Regions from separate parts of the Mus musculus genome. Here regions 1, 2, 4, 5 and 6 are each linked to region 3. A link is a contact called in public HiChIP or PLAC-seq and promoter capture Hi-C data. All regions are on one chromosome and are shown on one strand. Each heading gives the region's core, a stretch centred on a gene start, on an enhancer-like site or on the middle of the called end of the contact. The rest is flanking DNA. Distances are from core to core; before and after follow the strand shown. Region 1 holds the start of Atox1 (antioxidant 1 copper chaperone). Region 2 holds the start of Canx (calnexin). Region 3 holds the start of Hspa4 (heat shock protein 4). Region 4 holds the start of Rufy1 (RUN and FYVE domain containing 1). Region 5 holds the start of BC049762 (cDNA sequence BC049762). Region 6 holds the start of Hnrnph1 (heterogeneous nuclear ribonucleoprotein H1).

The links. Promoter capture Hi-C pulls out the DNA fragments that hold promoters and counts their contacts. HiChIP or PLAC-seq counts read pairs in DNA pulled down with a chosen protein or histone mark. Capture Hi-C pulls out chosen DNA fragments and counts their contacts.
Region 1: an H3K27ac HiChIP or PLAC-seq map of double positive thymocytes shows a contact between it and region 3, with 9 times the contacts expected there. The contact joins the promoter of Atox1 here to the promoter of Hspa4 in region 3. A contact is called at or near these places in 2 of 484 Hi-C or Micro-C datasets (B cells and liver), 3 of 115 datasets of contacts at active chromatin or transcription factors (bone marrow-derived dendritic cells, double positive thymocytes and thymic regulatory T cells) and 2 of 9 other capture datasets (adipose tissue and liver).
Region 2: an H3K4me3 HiChIP or PLAC-seq map of pro-B cells shows a contact between it and region 3, with 8 times the contacts expected there. The contact joins the promoter of Canx here to the promoter of Hspa4 in region 3.
Region 4: a contact with region 3 is called in a promoter capture Hi-C map of pre-B cells, with 4 times the contacts expected there. The contact joins the promoter of Rufy1 here to the promoter of Hspa4 in region 3.
Region 5: an H3K27ac HiChIP or PLAC-seq map of thymic regulatory T cells shows a contact between it and region 3, with 14 times the contacts expected there. The contact joins the promoter of BC049762 here to the promoter of Hspa4 in region 3. A contact is called at or near these places in 2 of 39 promoter capture datasets (the C10 cell line and liver), 4 of 484 Hi-C or Micro-C datasets (B cells, CD4 T cells, CD8 T cells and 1 more), 3 of 115 datasets of contacts at active chromatin or transcription factors (bone marrow-derived macrophages, large pre-B cells and thymic regulatory T cells) and 2 of 9 other capture datasets (adipose tissue and liver).
Region 6: a promoter capture Hi-C map of liver shows a contact between it and region 3, with 3 times the contacts expected there. The contact joins the promoter of Hnrnph1 here to the promoter of Hspa4 in region 3. A contact is called at or near these places in 2 of 39 promoter capture datasets (embryonic stem cells and liver), 1 of 484 Hi-C or Micro-C datasets (B cells), 3 of 115 datasets of contacts at active chromatin or transcription factors (astrocytes, bone marrow-derived dendritic cells and large pre-B cells) and 3 of 9 other capture datasets (adipose tissue, liver and macrophages).

The regions. Positions count from the first base shown.
Region 1 is chr11:55,458,799-55,462,552 of GRCm38.p6, forward strand. It overlaps Atox1 (antioxidant 1 copper chaperone), which reads right to left and starts at 2,410. Exons shown (of 4, transcript NM_009720.3): 1 at 2,290-2,410. The coding sequence starts at 2,295.
Region 2 is chr11:50,323,342-50,327,635 of GRCm38.p6, forward strand. Canx (calnexin) reads right to left here and starts at 2,332. Exons shown (of 15, transcript NM_007597.3): 1 at 2,152-2,332. Gm46280 (a long non-coding RNA gene) reads left to right here and starts at 2,411. Exons shown (of 2, transcript XR_001780205.2): 1 at 2,411-2,711; 2 at 3,532-3,815.
Region 3 is chr11:53,299,050-53,303,341 of GRCm38.p6, forward strand. It overlaps Hspa4 (heat shock protein 4), which reads right to left and starts at 1,430. Exons shown (of 19, transcript NM_008300.3): 1 at 1,011-1,430. The coding sequence starts at 1,117.
Region 4 is chr11:50,428,462-50,432,633 of GRCm38.p6, forward strand. It overlaps Rufy1 (RUN and FYVE domain containing 1), which reads right to left and starts at 2,664. Exons shown (of 18, transcript NM_172557.3): 1 at 2,323-2,664. The coding sequence starts at 2,644.
Region 5 is chr11:51,260,503-51,264,458 of GRCm38.p6, forward strand. BC049762 (cDNA sequence BC049762) reads right to left here and starts at 2,502. Exons shown (of 3, transcript NM_001382322.1): 1 at 2,131-2,502. The coding sequence starts at 2,155. Clk4 (CDC like kinase 4) reads left to right here and starts at 2,612. Exons shown (of 13, transcript NM_007714.6): 1 at 2,612-2,767.
Region 6 is chr11:50,375,915-50,379,772 of GRCm38.p6, forward strand. It overlaps Hnrnph1 (heterogeneous nuclear ribonucleoprotein H1), which reads left to right and starts at 1,764. Exons shown (of 13, transcript NM_001347487.2): 1 at 1,764-1,888; 2 at 2,377-2,513; 3 at 3,554-3,709. The coding sequence starts at 2,417.

The DNA.
Region 1 (3,754 bases), core at 1,160-3,659, 2.2 Mb after region 3:
CTGCTCCACCTTCTGGGTGTCTCGCCAGGGCCACTAGACCCCAGGATCCTTTCTTTAGGTCTTGGGTTTGAGGCTCAGTGACAGAGCACATACATTGTATACACAGGCCCTGGATTCAACACCTAGCACCACAAAACAAAACCATAAGCCAGGTGTGGCAGCTCACTTCTGCAAACCCAACCCTTGAGAAGCTAAGGCAGAAAGATTGCTATGAGTTTAAGAGTCATCCTGGGCTAGGTATTCACTTACAGCCAACCTGGGCTATGGTGATGTTTGGTAACGATAATAACAAAATGAATCCTCATAAGTATAATATATATTGTTATACTACATATTGTTGTATTACTATATTATATATATTAATTACTTCAGAAAGCCAGTAAGTGGTATGATTCTTTTATAGACACTAGAACTGGAAGAGTGAGAATAGAGGGGGAGTAGGAGGGGGAGGAGAAAGAGGAAGAGGAGGACACTATTCCTCTAGAGGACGCTGAGTCTTTGAACACTGGTGTCTTAGAGTCCTGTTTACTAGTATCTGCACATCTCTGATGTGCCCGACTCTCTCACACCTTGTTACACTGTCTCCTTTATGTCTCCTTTAATCGCTACAATGATTCAAAAAGCCAGGAAACTCTACCTTGTGAGAGATCAGAAGGCTGAAGCTCCGGGGTTAAATACTGACCCCAGGAGACACAGCTCATGAGTAGGAAGGCCTAGGCTGGAGAGAGGACACAAGACTTGAACTTTTAACCAGTGAGACCCATGTTAAATTGGAGTGGAAGCCTGCCTACCCAGTTCTACCCCACTCGACCTACATCAACATAAGAGTCACTACTCCTTGGGGACAGATGGGTCACTAGCTGTGTTAAATATGATGATATAACTCCAGTTAATACCAACCTCAGTCCTGAAAGGTCTGTTTTCAGTCCTGATTTTACAGATGAGGAGACAAAGGCTCAGAGAGGCAGAACAACTTGCCTGAGGCTGCCCAGCTGGCAAGCCAAGGGCAAACTTTCAGGTTTCTGGGTTAAGCTTTGGTCTGCAAACTATCTTGGGTAAGACTTACTTCCCTGGCTAGATTGGAGGTAGCACTTGACCAATACCTCCCTGCACTTAGCAATTTGTCTTGATAAGGTGCCTGTTCATCTCCCATTAAATCCTGTGTCCCCAGAGGCAGACACAGAACAGAGAGGCCCTCAAGCTATTTTTTTCCTTCACTGCTGCCCTCTGAAGAGCAGCCGGGCAGCCTCCACTCTGGAATCCTGAGGTCACCAAGGAGTCTGTCACATGGACTAGCTTGACTGGCAGGATGGACTTTACCAAGTTTTTTTTTTTTTTTTGGTCTGTGCTTTGTGCAGACAGGGTCTGAAGACAATGGGCAGGAACCACAAGAATGACACCTGAGAGGTTTAAGGATTTGTACCAGGAAGAAGCCTCAGGTTCATTCCCAGAAGATAAGCTGCTAAAACACAGAATACTCCTGGGAGACCTCTGGGTTGAGAGGCACTGGGAGGAAAATGCTCTCCACTCCACAACTCTAGACCAGCATCTCCGGAACTCAGTTGAGATTAGAGCTTGCCCCCAAACAAGTACAACTGGTTTTGCCCAGCACTTCCCAGGTGGTCTGGCTCCATCTTGTATCCTACCTACCTAGCTAGCTCCCAACAATAAACGCTTTCCAGCAAGCACTGGGGTTTTTCTTCTCTTCTTGTGTAATGTGCCAAGGCCTCATGTAAGGCCTTCATTTTAAATTAAGCAATGAGACTAGAAGCCGCCATGCAAAGGAGTGGGGTGATTTCAAAGGCAAGATAAGCGCTGCTCTCGGCTCCTTAAACTCTGCTCTGAGCTTTGGGATTCCTGGTTGGGGAAGAAAGTACCCTGTCGGCCCAGTGCTGAAGTGGAAGCAGGGCAGTGTGGGCAGGAGAGATGAACAGAGACATGCTTCTCTGGAAAGCCTGCAGGCGGCAGGGTATGCATGTGGAAAGGCCAGGTACCCGCATTCCTATATGGGTTCTCTGCCCTACCTCCCTGCCTCAGTTTCCCCATTATGCAGAAAAGGATGGGGCTGCCTCTCGAAGACTCTCTAGGGCGATCCGGAGGCCTGTGTTCTGCACTACACTGCTCTCTGCAGCTTTCCGGAGGGTCCCGAAGCCGGAGGACCGTGCGGAAGGTAAACTGAGAAACGACTGCAGCTCTGGCCACGGCCTGCGCCCTGACAGCAGCGTCGGGCTCGGAAACAGTGCATCCGGGCTGGAGACAGAAGTTCCCGCGGGTCGAACGGCCACTTACCGGCATGACTGACGCGGCACACACGGGCAGTGGCAGCGGCGACGACGACTGGAACTCCTCTCCCGGACACCAAAGCTGCGCTTCCGGAGAGCGCTCCTGAAAGCCCCGCCCTCAGGCCAACCCATCCTTCGGCCAGGCCCCGCCCTAGGGCTGGGCTCCACTTATGCCCCGCCTCTTCCGGGGCTAGCTTCGTCAAGGCCCGGCCCTTTGAGGAAGGATCTGCTAAATTCCCTGTCCCTTCCGGTCCAGTTAGAGCTAGGTTCCTCCCTTGGGCTGGCCTCCTCTTGCTTACCGTGCCTTTCGATATGAATATTTCACTAGGTCCCGCCTCTCTTTTGGGTTAGGTCACGCCCCTCCGGACGCGGAAAGGCCAGGCTTTTTTGAGGTCAAGCTAAGGCTATCTTGTGGAGGCCAGACCTGCGTTTTCTGCTGGGTCATTTCTGAAACAGGGCTAGGGAATGCAAGGCCAAGGCTCTGGGAATAAAAGATCTGGCATCTCCCTAAAGGGACCATCTCTCTTGCTTACCACTCAACTCAGTCCCTAAACTACAGTGGCCTGACCTAGGGCGCCAGGCCTGTTGACCCGGATACTAACGTGGCTGAGGCAGAAGATTTCTGGGTTCAAGGCTTACTGCGGCTGCAAAGTTCAAGGGCATCCTGGACTTCTTGAGACCCTTTCCTGAAAAAACATATTAAAAAAGAAATCCAAATTTAAGGCACATAGTAGATAAATTCACAACTGTAATCCCAGTGCTTGAAAAGTTGAGGCAGAGCTGGGCCAGGTGGTGGTCATGCCTTCCTTCAATCCTGGCCCTCTGGAGGCAGAGGCAGGTGGATCTCTTAAGTTCAAAGCCAGCCTGGTCTACAGAGCAAGCTCCAGGGCTATGCAAAAAACAAACAAACAAACAAACAAACAAAACAAAACAAAAAACCCATGAGACTGCGTCCTTCCCACCCAATTATGGCAGCCCCAGTAAACCGAGTTACTGCATGGGTAACTGACACCCATGAAGAAGATTGGCTTCCTCAAGAGTGCCAGAAGGACCAACCGACTGGATCTATCTCCTCTACCAGCCATTTGTGTCCTTGAGCTGGAGGCTGAGAGGAGATCCCTAAACTAAGTAGGCAATCTGCCATTTTGTGTGTCAGGATGGGTTCAGTCTGAAACCATGCTATAATTTGAACATAAAAGTTATAAGAAGTTGGCTAACAGGGGAAAGCCTAAGAATCTAAGACTAGCTGGATGGGGTAAGGGTGGCACACATGTGTCTATAAACAAGCATTCCCGGGGCTGGCGAGATGGCTCAGTAATTAAGAGCGCGCCGACTGCTCTTCCAAAGGTCCCGAGTTCAAATCCCAGCAACCACATGGTGGCTCACGACCATCCGTAACGAAATCTGATGCCCTCTTCTGGGGTGTCTGAGGACAGCTACAGTGTACTTACATATAATAAATAAATAAATCT
Region 2 (4,294 bases), core at 1,082-3,581, 3.0 Mb before region 3:
AGCCAGTGCCCCCAACCGATGAGATATCTCTCCAGCCCTAAATAAATCTTAAAATGATTTTTTTTAAAGACAAGAATACAATATAAAAATTGTCTAGATTCCTTAAAAAAAAAAAAAAAGAAAAAAGAAAAATTTCAGGGCTGAAGACATAGTTGCTGCTCTTCCAGAGGACCCAGGTTTGATTCCCAGCACCAATATGATGGGTCTCACACACATGGTACACAGACATACATGCAGGCAAAACACACATACACAGAAAATTAAATAAGCCTAAAAATTCTTTCCTAGCATTTGTAGCAATAACAAAGCATTTAACAAGCATTTTCCTAATGAGTTTTACAGTAAGCTATACAGACTACAACTATCTTTGGCACTTTAATTACTTCTTAGGACTTTTTATGAGCTGCCAATACTATTTGTCCATTTCCTTACACTTTCCCAAACAGTTTCTTAGTATCTGCCCTCTCAAAGGCAAAGCAAGTAGCACACTCATCCCCATTTCTTTCTTTCTTTCTTTCTTTCATTCCCATTTTTAAAGGATAGGAATTAAAGTTATCATGCTGGACAGTCTTCTGCAGTTATTCTTAGCAACTGCCACTCTACTCCCTCAAAGTTCTCTTACTGGGCAAGTGACCTCTGCAGGACAAGGATGCAAGGTGTGTTGTCAAGATGCACATGCCTTGTGGCTCTTGAAAGATTAAGGAGTTAATTGCACTGTTGAGTTAAGATAGCAAGGAGGTGACACCCATTCACAGACAGTTCGGTAAACTCCTATTGTGAATGGCTCACTACTATATACAGTTCTTCAGGGCCTGGCTCACCTGTAGTGTACCCCTGCCTGGCCTGTAAGCTTAATTACAGTATAAGTACAACATGAGAATTGATTCTGTTCATGCCCTTTCAAAGGTTACTGGAAAATATACAAAGATTTTTAAGGTAACCCAACTTGTCCCCCTTTAAAGGGGTGGGAGGGCAAATTATTTTTAAAAAACAGGCAGATTCTTCCATTTCTGAAGGGTAAAGAGACTGTAGCTCAACTTTGCCAAGCTTTTAGTATTCAGTTTGGTTTAACTTCACACAACTAGCAATGCAATCACTAGTGTCATGACCAGCAGTTAATACACAAAGTGTCATCAATGTGTCCTCAGGTCTTGGCACACAGGCCTTCAATATAAACATTAGTGTATCAGTGTAATGACCAAGGCATTCGGATTTCAAGAAGCCAGTTCGATTCCTACCCACTGAACCTTTACTACACATCCAATTTCTCATTCCCATTCCCTCGGAATTCAATACAAGGCCCATCAGTCATTCTGTCTACTCCTGGGGACTGAGCCCTAAAGTAGAAAAAAAAAATCTCCCAAATTCCCACTCCCCCGATTAATTGCAGTTAGGTGCTTGAACCAGGACTTTTAACCCAAACGGTCTAGTGCTCAGTTACAATCCCAACTGGATGACTAGAACTACCTGTATGACCTTGGGCCAGTCATTTCAAACTTCTAGGCCTCAGTTTCCTCCCCTCACTAACTGAACTTTCGCTTGTATCTCCTGCTCTTAAGGTCCTGTGAACACCCACACTGGATTACTATCTATCCACCACCGAATAGGCAGGTGCTTTAATAGTTAAGCCTTAAGTTTCTCAAGCGGTACACGTTCTAGTACATTCTACTCCCTCATCAGGATGCTATGGTCCAGTCTTCCCTTTGGGCAAGTTATTTTCTAATCTGTAACGCTTATCTCTGGATTTACTTCACCTTTCCCTGCTATTTGGGCTACCTACTAGGCCGAATTCTAATACCACACCTGTACCGGATTACTCAGCCCACCTCTGGGTGGGCCTGGCCAGGGCCTAAGAAAGCTCTAGAAGCAAAGCCGTAGGAAGTTGTTAGCTTTCTCAGAGGTCAAGGGAAACCCCAGGACACCTGCCACGCCTCCCGACCCCGGCGGCGCTGCCCAGGCTAGCCTCTCTAACCCGGCCGCTCTCCTCACTGCCCTGCGCGTCCGCCCAGGCCTGCGCCATTCGAAAGCCCGCCCGACCCCTCAGTCGTCGAGCCTACAGCCACGCCCGACCCCCTCCGCCACGGCGCCGCTCGCCCAGTCCCCCAAGGCTCGTCCCGGGCCTGAGATCCCCGCACACGCTTCCCGTCTCACCTCGAGCCTCCCGGGGACCACTGGCGGCTCCCTCACCTTCTCCCACCCGCACACCCGGCCCCGTGCTGCAGTGGAGACAGCGGCAGAGGCGGCCCGACCGTCACGTGCCGCAGAACTAAGAGGCCTCGGCTACGGCCGCCGCGCGAGCGAGCCCCACCGCACGAAGCCCAACCCCGCGTCCGCCCCTCGTTCCTGAGTGGCTAAAACGAACGTCAGATCCCGCCCCTTTGCGCAAGATCTAAGAATTTATTGGTAGATACAGCCATCGCTCGAAGCGCCTTCCCATACGCCCCCTAGGGCTATTCTTCGTGGAGCGTGGTGATTGGTCAATAGCGAGGCAGGAAGTGGTTGCTGATTGGGTATGAAGGAGGAAGGCGGGCCGTCACCAAACGGGCGGGCGCGCGCCGCGGAGGGCGGACGGATCTGGCACGCGTTCTCGCGTGGGTCGCCCTAGTCCCTCAGGGCGGGTGTGTTGGACATCCAGAAGACGGCTTTCCGACCCATTGAGTTAGGAACTCTGTCCCAACCCCGCCTGGGACCTATGGCCTTCATCACAAATGGTGAGAGGTCGGGCGGTGTGCTTGCGCAGTGAGTGAAATCCCTCTGGGTAGCAGACACCGCCTTTCCTGCGGAGTCATCGCCCTGAGCTCAGGAGCCTGAGACCTCTTTACCTAACAAAACACTACCTAGATTCACAATCAAGCCACATGGAGTCACTTTCCCATGTGCCCGTGCTGTTTCCTGATTTTAGTCGTTAAAATCAGACATACCTAAGCGACAGAGTTGAGGAAAAGGGTGATGCCATGTGCAGATTTAAAATAGCCTTTTCATAACCCACTCGTTTTTCAATATGCTGATAACGCTGTAAGATTGAAGTGGCTAAGGATTTGGCTAGATCCTTGAGAATCCTGATCGCCTCGGGTTGTATTTGGTGACCCAAAGCTTTGAATAATGTGGAAAGAAACAGCAGGTTTTTCTACATGTGAAACGAGCTTTGTTCCTGCCACCCCAAGAGAAAGGCAGTAAGGATTTGATGTTTGGGTCAATTTAGTAACCGCCAATTCTCTCTCCCTAATTTTAAAGAAGAGAAATTGCTTTCCTTATTTGCCTTATAAAGAGCATGTTCAAAATGAAAATTTGAAGCCAGCTTGGCACAGGCAGTACACATAATTTAAAAAAAAATTCTAAATTTACTTAGGTTGAGTTCTGGCTTGTGTTACCCAAGATGGCCTTGAATTTAAGAAAGCCAAAAAATCGACTTCTGCAGAGAGGTGTTAAAATATGTCAGTACTGAAGGAGTAGAGGAGTTGAGGCAGAACTTTTCTGTCTAAACTGACAAAGACTTGAACTGGACCTCATAGATATGCAAATTTTCTGTAGGTGGAGTTGGAAGGAAGTTCTTGAGATGAGAAAATTGTACAGAAGAGCAAAAAAGTGACTCTCAGGTATTTGGGGGATCCATATACTAAAAATGTTTTGGGAGCAATGGAGATGGCTCAGCAGGTAAGGACACTTGCCACCAAACCTGATGGCCTGAATTTAATTCCCAGAACTCAACGTGGTGAAAGAAGAGATTGAATTGTACTCTGACCTCTATACAAATTCACATACATACATTAATAAATGTGAAATTTTAATAAAAATGAGGACATGATGGCTCTAAACTATACTGTCCACAAAGAGACTGGGAACGTCAGTCTTCTGGTCTGTTCATGGTGTGTCATTATAGAATATTACAAGTTTCTTTTATGTTTCAGTTTATCCAAACAGCTAAACCTTAACAAAGTTAGCAAATACAAAGAGACTAGGCATATACCTTCAAGTCAGTTAGTGTTAACCTGAGTAGACCTTCAGGAATTGATGAGCCTTATTTATCAGAGATAGCTTATTCATCCAACACAAGTTATTACTTATCTAAAATTTTCTAGAAGCTTGGTGTTGAACAGTCAGCAAAAATATAAGTGGTTAGACATCAGTCTCTAAGTCTTAATTCTTTCTCAATGTCTTCATCCCCAATCTCTCTTACTTGATTTGATCCTACTTGAAGCAACAGTACTCATGTTTCCACCCAGTTTTTTTTTTCTCACTGGCTACATTACTATTGATCATTTCTTTGTACACACTAATCAGGCCCTGTCAAATT
Region 3 (4,292 bases), core at 180-2,679:
CTGCGTAGCCCTGCCTATCCTGAAATGGTCTCTATGAACCAGGCTGGCCTCGAACTCACTGCAGCCTGCCTCTGCCTCCCTGCGAGAGCTGGGATTAAAGGCCTGTGCCACCAGCGCCAGATAAATAAAATTTTAACGCACCTGTAATACCAGATTCTAGCAGACAGAAGCAGAATGAAAATTTTAGGTCATCCTGGGCTAAATGTGGGGGAAAAAATCCTACATATATCTAAAAAGTAGACTCCCTTTTACTCCAGCAAGCTCTGAGTGAGTCTTTTTTTTTTTTTTTTTTTTTTTTGCAGATTTGTCTATACTGGTCCCATAACTTCATGTAAGTTCTAGAAGTCAAACAGAGCCCTTGAGTCATGCATTAACAATTGTGGCAACCTTCCGGCTGGAATTCATTAGCATGAAAAACTAACGCTGTTAAGGAATAGGTGAGCAGCCTGGGTAAGGAATGACCCAACCTAACTCAATATCCAAAAACGAATGAAGGGAGTTAAAACGCTATCAAGAAAAGCATGGACTTTATTCAGGGCCTGCCGTGGGTACTCAGACTCCACATCTTCCGGGCGCCACCCCGCCCCCACTCACGTGGGACTCAGAGCGCTTCCCAGTCCCGAGGCCACAATCTTGCAAGTTAACTTTTATTAAATGCTCGCCGTGGGCCGAGTTTGAACCTCTATTGGATTCGACGAGCTCAGCAAGCCCTGGACCTCGTTTCAGACCGAACCACCCAAACCCTCCCCCCCCCCAAAAAAGGAGGTGAGAGCGGTCGGTCCATCCCACGGTCTCAGGCCCGCCTTCTCTTTCAGTTCCTGCTCCTGCCCTCCGCCGATCAGAGTACCGGCTCAAAGCCTTCGTTTGGCCCGCGCGAAAGGGCCTCGTGCCTGGCGCAGGCCCAGGATCCGAAGCAGGTGGCAGCCGCGGGCGACCCGGCACTCGGCGGGGGTCTCCTGCGGACCCTCGCCCGGAAAGCGAGGCGACCCCGCCAGCCAAGCCCCACTTACGGCGTGCAGCGGTCGCTATACTCGTTAGCGATCGTCTCGATGCCGCCGGCGCGGGCCACAGCGACATAGCAGCTCTGAAAGCCCAGGTCTATGCCCACCACCGACATGGCGCCGGCTACTGCTCCGGCTCGGGCCCAGGGCCGGCCGCCGACACTGCACACGGAACCCGGCGGGGTTGGCGCGTGGAAGAGGGCGAGCCGCGTGGGCCGGTGGAGCGCCGCGGCTGGGCGGGCGAAGCCGGACGACCGTCCGCTAGGAGGCTTGGGGCTTGGAGAAAGACGGGGGCCTCTACCGCTCGGGCCGCGGCTCCGGCTCCACGGCCGCAGAGGAGGCGCCGGTCGCGGAGGCGGAGAAGATCTCGAAGGCTCTCGTTGCAACAGGAGCAAGGTTGCAGCGCGAGAACTGCGCTGAAACGAAACGTTCTCGCGAGACCCCGGCTCAGACGCTTTTCCTCCCAAGGCTCCTCCCGTCTGACGAAGTCTGGCGTCACGTCCTGGCACAGGAACCGTGAAAGGAAGTGGGGGGACGGAAGCGGTCCGACGCGAAGTGGGCCACTGAGCCTGCGCGGAGAAGCCCCCCACAATCCTCCCTGAGCTGCAGGGCGCCTCCCATCCAGAAGTCAGGCGAGCGGGAGTGAGACAGTTCTTCGGGGAGCTGCATTGAACCCACTTCCGCCGTGCTCGTCACCGCGGAGGGACTTCCGGCAGTGACTTTGCAGGCTCTCTGCAGGGTTTTTTTTTTTTTTTTTAAGGCCCCACAGTGAACTCGAGTTAATCCTGCTAAGGGCGCTAAGGGTTTCAGCTCGGCTCTACGTAAAACTCAGTATTAAAACCAAGCGCTAACTAAAAGAATCCGAAGCCACGCTTCCACCTACTTTTAACCACTCACTTCCCGTGATCAGACGAGGGACCTTTCAGTCCTAGGTGTTTTCCCTGAGCTGGACACAAGGGTCCAAATCACATGCTCCGTGGAGTGGGAGGTCTAAGACCAGTGTCACGTTTATGTGAATGCTAACACATTATTATATAGAGTAGGTGGGGAGGGGACAGAATGTCCTGCAGGACAGTCCTCAAGGATGACCTTGAAATTCGGAAGCTCTTTTCTCCTTAGTGCTGGGACCCACTTACAGCCATGCCCCCACCCTGCGTTAAACTAAAGAATCTGAAACTATAGTGACCACTACGTTAGCCAGTTGCGGAAAGCTGGAGGGGAACCAGCTTCAACGCGTTTCTGATTATTACCAACCCAGAGTGCAGGAGGAAGATCCTAAGTTTCCCGGTTTCTGGCTGTTTTGTGGCTGAGGATATAGAGTACAGTGCTAGAACACTTGCAGGCTCAGGGCCTTGGACTGGATCCCCAACACCACAAAACTGAAAGGATTTTTAAATTTCACTTATTTGTCACCTCTTGTTCATAGGTGCCTAACGGTGTCCAACACAGTAAACCGTGCGGGAGAGATGGCTCCACAGTTAATACGTGCTGTGAAACCATACAGACTGGGGTTTGAATCCCAATCTCGATCTGTCATCGAGAACCTAGCAGGACAAAGACAAGAGGTTAACTGGAGGGGCTCCCTGACTAGCAGCCTAGTCCAAAAACTAGAGCTCCAGTTTCAGAGAGAGACCCTGCCTCCAAAAACTACATCAGAGAGCAACAGGGGATATCTGTTCTCCCTCAAGCCTCTGTGCAGCACATGGCCGCCCTCACAGAACATGGCCGCCCTCACAGCACTTCTACACGTGGATGCACGCGCGCACACACACTCTGGATTATCACCATCAGGAGAGAGCAAAGAGTTTCTAGTCAAAGGTAATAAGTGAGGGTTAATAGCCTAAAGCCCCCAGCACCTGAGAAACTCCCTTCGGGTACTTAGGAGTAGAAAAGCTCCAGACCAGGGATCAACATGTCAGACTCCTGGCATAGATGCCAACATAGTAAGGACTCCACCAAAATGTATGTGCATGGGAAAGCACAAAGTAGGTCGGCAGAAATATCTTCCCACCCAAAAGTTTCCTCTGCTGCCCTATAAAATCCCAAGCCCAGAGCCCTGACACAGTCTCCACATCCAAGGAGGAAACATCTATCCTTCAGCTGTTCTGATTTAGACGTGGTAATGATCCTGTGAGAGGTTGGTCTTCCCTTTTACTTCCACATCACCTTGATCAATCCTGATCTAACAATGAGAGTTATAGGCATAAAATAGTGGCAACTCGGAAGACGTTCCACAAAAGAAAAAGGCCGTGATAGAGGGGAAAACTAGCAATACATTACTTAGTATTTAGTAAGGTTTGAACAGGAAAGGGTTTTGGGGGTTTTTTGTTTTGTTTTGTTTTGTTTTACTTATATGAGCACACTGTAGCTGTTTTCAGGCATACCAAAAGAGAGCATAAGATCCTATCACAGATTGTTGTGAGCCATCATGTGGTTGTTGGGAATTGAACTCAAGACCTTTGGAGGAGTAGCCAGTGCTCTTAACCGCTGAACCATCTCTCCAGCTCCTTGTTTGTTTGTTTTTTTTTTAAAGATGTATTTATTTTATGTCTATGAGTACACCATTGTTCTCTTCATACACACCAGAAGAGGGCATCCGATCCCATTATAGATAGTTGTGAGCCACCATGTGGTTGCTGGGAATTGAACTCAGGACCTCTGAAAGAGCAGTCAGTGCTCTTAACTGCTGAGCTTGCATTTATCAATTTATCTATGTGCCATGGTATAAATGTAGAGATCAGAGGACAACTGTGGGTTCCAGGAATTGAACTCAGACATGAAGCCTGGTGGTACCTACAGAGTCTTCTGGCCAGCCCTTACATTGGATGGCCTACAGTAAGTTTTGTATTCCTAGAGGACAGATCCAGTAAGAGTAATCACCCAAAAAGTTAATATCCAAGCAAACAAAGCACTTACCATTTCTTTGAAAGAAGAGTCTCTCCGAATTTATTGCTGCCTCTGGAGGCATTTCATTCATTAGTAGCCAAAATGGTACCATCTTTAAATTTGCCAATTACCAGAAGATCCTCACATTTGAACTAAAGACAATAACCAGATGCTACTGGAAAGGGTAATAGGGTCTTATAAATGAATACATAACAAACCTTTAGAAAAAGAGAGTAAGCTAGGGAGAGTGGCCCACTCCTGATATACCAGCAGTTACAAGGCTGCGGCAGTAGGAGCAGGGGAAGATCAAGACTAACCTCAGGAGCTGGCAAAATGGCTCAGTGGTTAAGAGCGCCGACTGCTCTCCCGAAGGTCCCGAGTTCAAATCCCAACAACCACATGGTG
Region 4 (4,172 bases), core at 1,414-3,913, 2.9 Mb before region 3:
GTATCTTTGCTCTTAGCCAACAGGCTTAAGTAAACAACTAAAACCAAAACAATTTTAAATGGGAAAAAGGATAAGATATGGATATAAAGAAAGAAAACATTTTTGTGGAGGTACATAATGTGTGTACGTTTTAAGCCATTGTTTTAAGAGTCAAAAAGTAAAAACCAGGGCTGGTGAGATGGCTCAGTGGGTACAGGCTGGGTGATCTGAGTGCTGGCCCTGAAACTCACATGGCAGAAGGGGAGAACCGACTCCTGAAAGGCATCCTCAGACTTCCACAGGCACAGCACGGCAAGCATAATGATTAAAAACATCAGGGCTGGAGATGAAACTTGAAGCCCTGAGTTCAGATCCCCAGTGTTAAACACTGGGCACGACAGCATTTGTTAGTATTCCCAGTGCTTCCCTGGGAAAGCAGAGACAGGACGATACCTGGCGATGTGTTTATAAAAAAAAGATAAAGAGGTATAAGATATGTTCTATGGGGGTGTGGTGAGGTATGGGGGAAGGGGCTGCCTCGGCGGGTCCATGCCAAGGCACCCCCTACCCTCTGAGGGACCAGCCACATGATGGTATAGAATAGAGCTTATTCAGGGCATGGGGAGGGAAGTTAAGAGCGTAGTAGAGGCAGAGAGAGGGAGAGAGTTGAGAAGTATAGGCCGGGCATGGCCATGAACACGTGGAGAGAGGGGGACGGGGAGGGGGAAGGGAAGAGCAAGAGAGAAGCAAGGGGGAAGCAAGAGTAAGAGGGAGGAGGGGGCAAGCAGCCCCTTTTATAGTGGGTCAGGCCTGCCTGGCTCTTGCTAGGTAACTGTGGGGGTGGAGTTTAGACAGAATGCTAACACCTGGGTCTTTTTGGACAGTGTGGCCAATTGGTTAGCTCCGGGCTTAGTGAGAGACCTTGTCTCAAAAATAAGGTGGGTTAAACAGTTGAGGAAAACAGCCAACTTCTGGTCTCCAAGTACACAAGCACATGTACAAACATATGTGAACCCATATACACACACAAATGAAAAGGTTATAAAAATAACCAAGATTGCCAGGCGGTGGTGGTGCACATCTTTAATTCTAGCATGAAGAAGGCAGAGGCAGGAGGATTTCTGAGTTCGAGTCCAGCCAGGTCTACAGAGTGAGTTCTAGGACAGCCAGGGATACTTAGAGAAACCCTGTCTCAAAACAAAAAACTAAAAACAAAACAAAAAAACCCCAAACAAAAACCAAGACCAAAACCGAAAAATCAAGGTTAATTCATTACCAAGGAAAGAAGCTTTTTTGTTGTTTTTGTTGTGATTTTGTTCTTTAAAATAAAATCTGGGTACTAAAGTCTATTGTATGCACGTGATGCCCCAGGCATTTACAGTCAACACTCACTTTACCTCAGCAACCTGAAGTCTGCATGGTCCATTCACAGTAAGTGACCAGGCCAAGTGAAACGTGGTTATTTATTTATTTGTCTGTTTATTTATTTAGAGGCAGGGGCTCACTGTGTACACCAGGTGGGTCTCAAACTCTCAGAGCTCCACAAGCCTTTACCTCCTAAGTGCGGGTCTTAAAGGCGAGCACCACAACGCCCTTGGCTATCCTTTATATTTTAATTTTAGATATGTTCAGAAACACCAATGGATTATAATTAGCGCAGTTCTGAGCACGTACATTAACATGTGCAGGAAGTATGCACCCGAATCACCAAGCCCAGCTATAAAAAACAAATAATAATTTACTTTTGTTCTTTATTGGTATGCTGAAATTCTAATCTAGATCATAACAGCTGAATTGGATTATTCAACGTAGCTGATTAATTTTTTTTTTAATCCCCGTTTTTATAGACTGGGAAACGCGAGTAGGACAGGTGATGGGAAGTCTTCGTCCCACGGGGGGTGGGGTTGGGGGTTAGTGGCGGGAGAATAAAGGGAACTAAAACCTCCTGACTCTGACTCGCTGCTCTCACCAACTTTGGAATACGCTGTCAACCTCAGCCGCAGGTGCAAACCGGCTGGCTGCCGAGATTGTTAACTGGGGACCAGCACCGGACTTCATTTGTCAAGTATGCAAAATACGAACACTGGTGATTTTCCGTCTAAGCCTCTAATGTAAACCTCCTATTTAAAGTCAATCCGTGATCACGACGCAGCTGCTCTGAGGTTCACAAAGACAAACAAGGTGGGAGGGGAGTCCCGGGCCGCAGTCACCCTGGCCCGGTGGGTGACACCAATTGCAGAGCCCCGTGCCGCGCCGCGCGGCACAGCTCCGCGGAGCAGCTCGTCCGGCCGGTCAGGTTTCCCCAGCCCGGGAGCAGCCCCGGCCCGCGGGACCCCGGCCTACCTGCGCGCTCCCCGCCGCCGCCGCCGTCTCCCAGCCCCGCGGCCGCGCGCAGCGCGCTGCCGCAGCTCGCCGACAGGTTCCCGGTGGCTCTGCGCGCCAGCGTCAGGATGGGCGCCGACCAGCTGTCGGCCACTCGAGGCCGCGACGCACTCCGCAGCTCGCCGGGACTCGGCAGCTGGCTCCGGTCCACGATCTCGAACGCTTCCCCGGACTCTAGGCCTGCTTGGGGCTCAGGCTCCGGCCCCGGCTCGGACTCCGGCTCCCGCTCCGGCTCCGGCTCCGAATCCTGCCCCGCCCGGCGGCATTCTCCGCGGGCGGCCATGTTGTTAGGTCACGTGACCCGCCGCTGCCCTGGACCGACGACCTTAAGCCGCTGCGGCCTTGCTCGCTCTCACCTGGGCTTGCTTTCCTTGTATAGCATTCGGGAAAGTACGATTCCTAACCGTAGGTGATTCCCAGCCCGGAGCACTTGGAAGTTACTTTTGGACTTTCTACTTCCCACCCCGGGAATGCGCCTTATTTTAACGTTTTGCGACACAACTTCCTCTTTTAAACTTTCATTTCACATGCCTTTTCCCCCTTTGAATCAAAATCTCACTGTTGGATTTTTATTTGTTGTTGTTATTGTTGTTTCTTTCCCCCACACAAGGGAGACATTAAAACAGGCCATGTAGCCAAGTGGTGGTGGGACAAGCATTTAATCCCAGCATCAGGGAGGCATAGGCAGGCAATATCGCTGAGGACAGCAGAGTCAACGGAGTGAGTTCCAGGACAGCCAGAGTTACACAGAGAAACCCTGTCTCAACAACGCAGTCCCCATCACCCCCAGTAGGCCACTTGGCAGGGGTGTGCTTAACTACTTTTTTCTGGGGTGTGTGTGTGTGTGTGCGCGCGCGCGTGCGCGCGCGCGCGGCATGGCAGTTCTGGGAATTGTACTTCGTATCTCATACATGCTAATCAAGACCTCTACCACTGAGCTTCACCCAACCCCCAACACACATAACCAACAGGACCGTTGAATTTGTGATCCTCCTGTCTCCATCTCCCAAGTGCTTCTGACCCCACACCATGCTAGGCAGGCACTCTACTAGCAGAACTAGCAGAGCTATGTTCCCAGTCAGAATTTCAGTCTGTAGCTCCGGCTGGCCTAGAACTCAGTAATAGAGCACTGGCCTTGAACTGGTGATCCCCCTGCCTCTGTCAAGTGAGTATGGGGATTTTATGTGTGCCTTACCATGCCAACTCATGTCTAATATTTTCGACTTCATATTTTTCGGCAGCTTTCTTCAGAACAGGCTGTAAAAGGGCTGCCAAAGAAATTAGGACAGATGAGTCAGAGGTGTGTGTGTGGTGGTGGGGCTTTTTCTTTCAAATCAAATGAATCTGAATGACAGCCTAGCAGGCAAGGTCAGCAGTGGTGGTCTGGAAATGAGCTCTGTATTCTGCTATTAATTAAGTTGATAGGAATTGAACCAACCTCATTCCTAAGTGATAAGGAAACGCAGCACACAACGTACCTTGTGATTATTGTCTCTGCTTTCCAACTCTGGCTTGGATAAGTCACCCTACAGATATGTGGTTATTCAGCCTATTTTCTTACTAGGGATAGAAGGGAATTTGGCAAGATGGAGATGCGAATGTCATGAGAATGTAACAATTTGCAAAAAAGAATTTAACAGTTTGGACCATGTCAAACCACAGAACTCTTAGTGTTTAAAATTATTACAGTGTTGTTGCAGGCCAGGTGTGGTGGCACACACTTTTAATCCCAGCACTTTGGAGGCAGAGGCAGGTAAATTTTTGTGAGTTTAAGGCCAGCCTAGTTTACATAACCAGTTTCAGTCCAGCCA
Region 5 (3,956 bases), core at 1,252-3,751, 2.0 Mb before region 3:
GTAGTCCTGGCTGCCTTAGAACTTACTGTGTAGCCTAGAATGACCTTCTCATGATCCTCTGCCTTCCACCTCTCAACATGCTGGCATCACAGCTCTATGCTACTGATCTTGGTGTCTGGGATTTATTTATTTAGTGAAACTTAGTCAATGCCACCAATTTTATTCAAGGGACCTTTTATTGAGGGACCCAGAAGATGGCTCAGTGAGTAAGAACCTTTTCTACCAACACTATCAATCTTAGTTTGATCCTCAGGACCCACATTGTAGATGGAGAGAACTGACTTCTGTATGTCTTCCTCTGACCTCCAAATGTGTGCCATAGCATGGATTCACTGACTATCCACTCCACAGTCTCTAGATAGATTCAATTACATTTTTAAATTTAGATTTTAGTTAAATTAACGTAGAAACAGTGACTAGTAATGTGTGATGGCAGTTCCATTCTAATGGGTGGGTGGGTGGGGGTTATCTAAGGATCCACTATTAGAAGGAATTCTATCTTCTCTATAAACTTTTGGGCATGACCTAGTCAAAGTTTTGGTAAATGGTTTCTCTCTTGCAGTTACCAGAACCAATATCCTGACGAATCCTGAAGGCTGACCAAGTGCCTGTGGCTAGTATTTCCAGAGGGTACATGCATCTGTGATCTGGCCCTGGATCTGAGACCCGTTCATTGATAGGTCAGACCTAATAGCTCACACCAGTGATGCCAGCAATTCGGAAGCTGTAACAGGAGGATTTCTACAAGTTCCAGGCAAGCTTAGACTAAATAATAAGTTCCAGATTGTCCCTGTGTATACAAAGACGATCACAAAGGAAGAGGGGAAAAAAGAAGAAAGAATAGTGGGGAAGGAGAGAAGAGAGACCCATATAAGTAATTAAAGGAGCAGTGCAGGGCACTTCCTGTATTCCCTGAATGGTATGAATTCAGATGCTTCCTGCCCACTCCATATGCTCTGCAGAGTGCACTGGGAATTGGGATGCTTTCAACATTGTTTGACTGAATCTTTGTTACTCCTGTGCTGTTTGACTTTCTCTTCAGAAGTGTTAGGAACCCTGGAGGAAACTGGGATATTGTCCATCTTGGGCAGTATGGGATGCCTGAGAGATCCATTGTGACTCATTCATGGTGTGGCCTTTAATCAACTTTGCTAAATGTGAAGGGATTCATTGTTTCATAATGGGAGCTTCAGAGACAAATCACCATGAAACGAGCCTTTTCAAGACAGACCCTTTTGGTCTTGCCAAAAGATGGACTCAGAATACTTTTCTCTAACTGATTAAGAAAAAAGTAAGTTGTTTTTTACTTTGTTGCATGAATGGAGGCAGTAAGTATGACAATGAAACCGTAAGCTAGCAAAGTTTGAATGGTATTTTCAGGAGTTAAATTTGTCATTAAAGCAAGGAGCTAAGAATCACCTCTTAGAGTTGTCTAGATTACTAAGACTGTCTATAAAGTGATTGGCATAGAGTATTTAATTAATCTGGTTATGACAGCTCATATTTATGCTTCAAGCTCTTGGAGGAAGGAGATAAGAGATAGGACGACCAGAAGAAGTTCAACCCTACTGGGTTAGACAGTAATTATGGTGTTGGATTCTCAGCAGTTTTGTTTTTTGAGTTTTGATCTCATGTAGCTCAGACTGGCCTTGAACTTGCTATATGGCCCAGGATGACCTAGAATTCCTGATCCTCCTGTTTCTAAATCCTAAATGCTGGGATTACAGGCCTGCACCACAAAAGCCCAGTTCTCTGAAATTAAAAAAGGATATATATTAAGAATTTGTTATGTCGCCAGGCAGTGATAGTGCACGCCTTTAATCCCAGCACTTGGGAGGCAAGAGGCAGGTGAGTTTCTGAGTTCAAGGCCAGCCTGGTCTACCGAGTGAGTTCCAGGACAGCCAGGATTACACAGAGAAACCCTGTCTCGAAAAAAAAACCAAAAAGTCTGACCACAAATGCCCGTTTGTTGAGTAACTGTAGTAGAAAATCATGAGGCTGCCATGGTTGTAACCGGAAGAATACTGTCAGAAGTCTTAGGACAAACCTCCCCATTCCTTTCGATTTGCTGGCTGAGAAGGCGAGGAGGAAGAGAGAGAGGAAGGCAAAGAGAAAGAGAAGGGTAAGCACCTGCTACGCTTGTTTTTAGAGGCATATTCAGGTAAACTTCTCCAAATCCAGTTTAGAGCGGAAGCGCCAGGTGACAGCCATATCCTGGTCACTGAGCTGCCCTAGCTGGGAGCATTCGGGGACTCTGCGCTCTGGTGGCTCTACCTGGAGCTGAGGTTGAGGGGCGACTGGTAGATGGAGTGCGATGAGCTTCCCACTTTAAGCTGATGGGAAAAGGTCAGAGGTTGGCCCTACCCAGCGTGGCCACGCCCAGCAAAACTCTTCGAGAGCCCGACGCGCGCCGCAGACTTAAGGCGGGCTTCCAGGTTCACCTAAGAACAGAAAGAACCTCAGCCTGACAAGCGGACAGAACCTCGTCCTACCCGCGCCTCCAGCGCTGCGCAGCCGCAGTGTGGCTGATCAAGCCCCGCCGTCCCTGACGTCACAGACCCCTCGTCCCCTTGCACGATCTGTGGGCGGGCACGAGGCTTCGTGACGCATGCGCGCTGGCTCGGCGTAGGTGGCGCTGGAGCCACCTGAGGAGGTTGTAGGGTGACGGCGCGGACGCCATTTTGTCGGTGTCTGTCGCAGCGGCTGGAGAGGAACGACGGCGGTTTGGCGACATTTCTCGGCCAAAAGGCCGCTTGCTTTTGCGGAGGTGAGGTGGGCAGTGTCGCGCGGAGCCAGGTGTCTGAGGAGAGAGTGGGCTTTGGGCGTCAGCACCGGGAGGATGCGTCCGCGGGGCTGGCGGGGTGCCTCTCGGCCGGCGGCGACAACACCCGAGCTGCCGCGGTTTCGCCGCTCGAGTCAAGGCCCGCAGGCCCCGGGTTCGCCCGACGGTGCGGTCCGGCAGCTTGGGCCTCGCTCACCTCTTGTCAAGGCCTCGGCCGTCCATCGCAGGAACCAGCGGGGAGACCCTTGGCGGGACGCATCCCCGGTACTAGTGCCGTCCAGAGTCGAAGTCACCCCGACCCCCTACTCACCCCTGTCTGTGGCCTCGGCCGTTTGCATAACCGGAGCCTTTTCCAAAGTCCGCTATTCGCTCTGTTGTTCAGCTCTAAGGGCCCTGGCCAGCTGCCCGGAAGAGGTAGGGCAGGCGCTGCGGCGAGCCAGGCAGCGGCTGGAGTTCACCTCCAGCTTCGAGGATCACACTTGGGAAGGAAGGTTCGTCCTTCATGCCAGGCGGTCACCCCACCCCAAGCCCCCCCTAGATCTGGGTCGCCCCGATTGCCCAGGCATTATGTAGGCCAGGCAGGACTCGAACTCAGGAGATTCTCCTGCCTCTGCCTCCTGAGTGATGGGATTAGAGAGCTGAGTGATGGAATTAGAGAGCGAACATTGCATTTACATTGTGACAGCTCTGTTGCTCAAGTAGCCAACCCTCTAAACCAGTGGACCGATTGTCACCTGGTCTAATGTTAAAGCTGCAGATATTTGGCCTAATTTTGAACACGCACCCGAGGGCCTCTTGTACCCCCACTTAAATGGGAGACTGAAACTTCTAAAACGTGGTGGAGAATAATATTTCTAGTATGAGCGTATACATATGGGTTCCATTGTATCTTTTATTGAAAGGATACAGAGGATTGTAGCATGATTTTTAAGTGTTAGAGATAGTGTAATATTTTGAGGTAGCTTTTCTTTCCTGTGTATGAAAGCTCTCATGAGCTCAGAAATCTTTTACTTTGCCTCCTAAGTAAATATTTCTTTGTTGGTTGTTTGAAACAAGGTCTCGCTGTGCAGACCAGGCTGTCCTTGAAGTCTCTCAGAACTCCACCTGCCTCTGCCTCTAGGGTGGCACGTGTCACCACACCTGCCTAAAAACAAAGTATTTCCGAACTCGGCCA
Region 6 (3,858 bases), core at 514-3,013, 2.9 Mb before region 3:
AGCATCTCAAGTAGATGGGACTACAGGCACATTACTGTGCAAAGTGAAAAAAGATGATTCAAACAAAAAACGGTGTGTGTGTGTGAAAATATAGTTGAGTGGTAGGACTGGTTTGCTCAAAGCCTTTCTAGTATGCATTGCTCTTCCCATACATCTAACCAACGATCGCAGGTCATCTAATAAGTATAGGGCTCTCAAATGGTGTGAATTAGCTAAAGAAGAGTAATCTTAGTTTCTTGGTAATCAATCTCATGTCCCAAGACCATGTAGGGGGAAATATACATGTTAAGCAAGCTCTCTACCACTACTATTTCTCTTGTCTTCTTTTTGAGACAGGCTTTCAGTAAATTTCCCAGGCTGCCTTGAACGCACTCTGTTGCTCAGGCAAGTCTTGAAGTTGCAGTTCTCCTCGGCTGGGCTTGTGTTCTTGCCTTTCACCCACCTCCTGGCCTGGAGACTTGGGAGTTCTCACTTTTCGATGATCTAAACTAGTGTTTTCTGTCTCCTCTAGATAGATCCTTTGCAGGTGAGGTCATGTGCAGTTATTCTCCCAGCCTGTCTCATCCGAGTTTCCCTTACACCTGAAGGTTCACGTTACACAGCTCCTGTTGCTCTCTTGAAGTCTTGTGATGCCCTTCTACTTAACACCCTTGCGCAGACTTAAAAGGTCTGAGTTCTGCACGCAGTCTCTGCACCTTTCCTTTGATGACACCCCCCCCTTTTAAAAAACAAACTGTTCAAACTGGATTTAGCCTCCTCAATGTTGCACTTGAAAGAAAAGCGTATTTTTGCCTGTAACCTCTTGTGATGGCTTTCAGAGGCTTACCAATTGTGGTACCTACCGTGGCACCGCCCAAACAATAACTCTTATTGTTAATTTCTAGGGTAGGTCAGTCAGATTCGGAGAAACTCGGGACATCATCCGTATTCTGCTATGTTGCAGGAATTCTCTTAAACGTCACCCATTTACCTCTGTAAGGGCACACGGGATGACCCGGGCGTGTCTCCACCTTGGGAGAGGCCCGTTGGTCGGTCGGGCGCAGCGCTCTGGGGCTGCGTCCTTCGCGCCCCTGGCAGTCTCAGCCTTCCCTCGCGAGGCGCCGCACACCGAGCGCCTCTCGTGCAAGGGCGAGGGGTTCGTAGAGTGCGAGTCCGTTAGGCAAAGTGGGGTACAGGACTAGCTCGGGCACTGGCAGCCCATGTGGGTCGGGACTGACCCCCTAAAGCGGGCAGGTAAGGGGACTGGTCCCAGGCGCCCCACGGAGATCGGGGATTTGGGCGCAGGGGGCGGGGCGGTACCCAGAGGAGGTTTGGCACAACCCGGCCCTCCAGCTCCTACGCGTTCTGAGGAGAAAGGGCATGGCTTCCTTTTCTTCGTGGTGTCTTTCAAAACCGACAGGAGCGCGGATGAAAAGCTGCGGATTAAGGGTAGAACTACCGCCCCTGCAAACCTGAACGAACTCTGGATTACTACCCAGTCCCTGCGGGGAGCTGATTAGCGCCATTCCCCTCCCCCACTCCGGCGGGTAGGTCTAGAGAACGGTTTGAAGGTAGCCGCATGCGCATTAAGTAAAACAAGAAACCGCTGAGACGCCAAGCGCAATAATTGCAAAAAGGCGCAGGCGCAGAAAGAAAAAAAAAAAACAACCAAAAACACCTCGGTCAGTTTATGAAGAGGGCTGAGCCCAAACGCATGCGTGTAATAATAGGACGGCGGGAGAGAGCTCGGGGTTTCTTAATACGCATGCGTCCAATCTCTCTGTGACGCAAGTGGGGCGGGGCCGGCAACAGGGTGCGCGTGCGCAGAGCTTGCTGGAAGGGCTTTATTTAGCCTGCGCAGGCGCCCGCTTATCATTTCTCCTCAGCCACGCCGAGGCTTTTTGTGGAGGTGAGTGACTTTCCGTCTTCGACTGCTGCCCGAGCTCTCCACGGACACCTCTTTGGGTGACGATTGCTTGTCGCTGAGCTTAGGTTCTAACCTGAGGGGCCGTGGCAGGCGCAGGCTGCCCCTGGGAGCCGCGAGTGTCTCGCCGGCGTGGCAGCGCCGCCTAGGCCTGCAGGCCGCGCCGCTTTCTATTGTGTGAGATGTCTGAGGAGGCGGAGCGGAAGCGGCGGCCGCCATTTCCTCGTCTCAACCGTGGCTGTGGGCCAGGGTCTTATTAGCTTGGCGCCTCGGCCCTGGGCGCACTGGGCGGCTTTGGGCATCGGGTCGCTAGCCGAGGCCGGGTTGCATGCTTGAGTCTCCGGGGCCCAGGCATCCTGACGGGCGGGACTCGCATGGCGGCGCCCGGTGCCCGCTGTGCGCCGTGAAGTGGGAGGGCCATTTAAATGCCTGTTTTCTCAGACGCGTTCCTGACCCCCACCCCCACCCCGCAGCCCCGCAATCTGTGTGGACGCCAGGACCACCGAAGGGACGATGATGCTGGGAGCAGAAGGCGGAGAGGGCTTCGTGGTGAAGGTCCGGGGCTTGCCCTGGTCCTGCTCCGCGGATGAAGTGCAGCGCTTTTTTTCTGGTGAGTTGAGGCGGGAGTTGTCAGTGGGGCCCGCGGCTGGGCCGGGCCGGGCCGGGTTGGGGCGGGGCGGGTCTCCCGGGCGCCCCCTAGCGAGTCGCGGCCACCAGCGGTTTCCCCAGGCGGCTCGCGCTCTGTTGGCCGCTGTTACGCAATGGTAATTGCGAAATCCGCACCCCCCCCAACCCCCTTGGGGATGCTGGTGGCCCTGCTGAATTTGTTTTCTTTTAAAACTTTTTCTGTCTCTATGCATCAATCTGTGCATTCTGGAGTAGTCTAAGAAAAATTTAAGTAGGGAAAGATGTGATTTCTTCTCAAGTCGTGTAAGGTTTTGTAAAAAGGTACTTGTAGTGTTGACCTTACCATCTGAATTTAGCTGTGGTAACAGAAAACGATCTGTAAATCGAGCCCCAAGTATACTGCAAGCAATTGCAGGGGGCCGTTGCCGTCCGGGTTTGAGTTGAACTGCAGCTTGGAGCCTTTAGTTGTTAACATTGGTCCCTTTTCGGATGAATATTGAGCTGGAGTTTGGATTTGAATGAAATTGTTATGTGGTTGCTGATAGAGGGAAGCTGACATGGTACCCAAACAAGAAAATGCTGTGAAGTCACCAGATCCAGATGAGATTATTCTGAGATAGTGTACCAAGAGATGGTTAATGGAAACTTAGAGGCAAGGTGGTAGCTTCATTTGAACTTTTTTTTTTTTTTTTTTCGAGACAGGGTTTCTCTGTGTAGCTCTGGCTGTCCTGGAACTCTGTAGACCAGGCTGGCCTCGAAATCAGAAATCCGCCTGCCTCTGCCTCCCCAGTGCTGGGATTAAACGCGTGCGTCACCACTGCCCTGCTCCATTTGAACTATTTTTGAGCATTGAGTTACCTTGTTGGACTAGGAATATATCCTGTATATGAGATAATTTGATCGTGTTCTGCTTGGTCAGTCTTTTTAGGCATGTTTTTTTTTTTTTGGTGTGTGTGATGACAGGAATATGCATTTTATCTGTAGTGGTTTTAAATCCTGTATTAAGCGTTGTTTTCTTTTCAGACTGCAAAATTCAAAATGGGGCTCAAGGTATTCGTTTCATCTACACCAGAGAAGGCAGACCAAGTGGCGAGGCTTTTGTTGAACTTGAATCAGAAGATGAAGTCAAATTGGCCTTGAAAAAAGACAGAGAAACTATGGGACACAGATATGTTGAAGGTTTGATTTACATTGCCCTAGTAACAGTAAACGTTTAAACACATAGAGGTCTTACCCCTTCTGAATTTTAGGTATTTGACCGCATGGAAATGGTCATCTAAGGGAGTTTATGGCAGCTCTTCCTAGTTATCTAAAAGCCCAGGAAATCT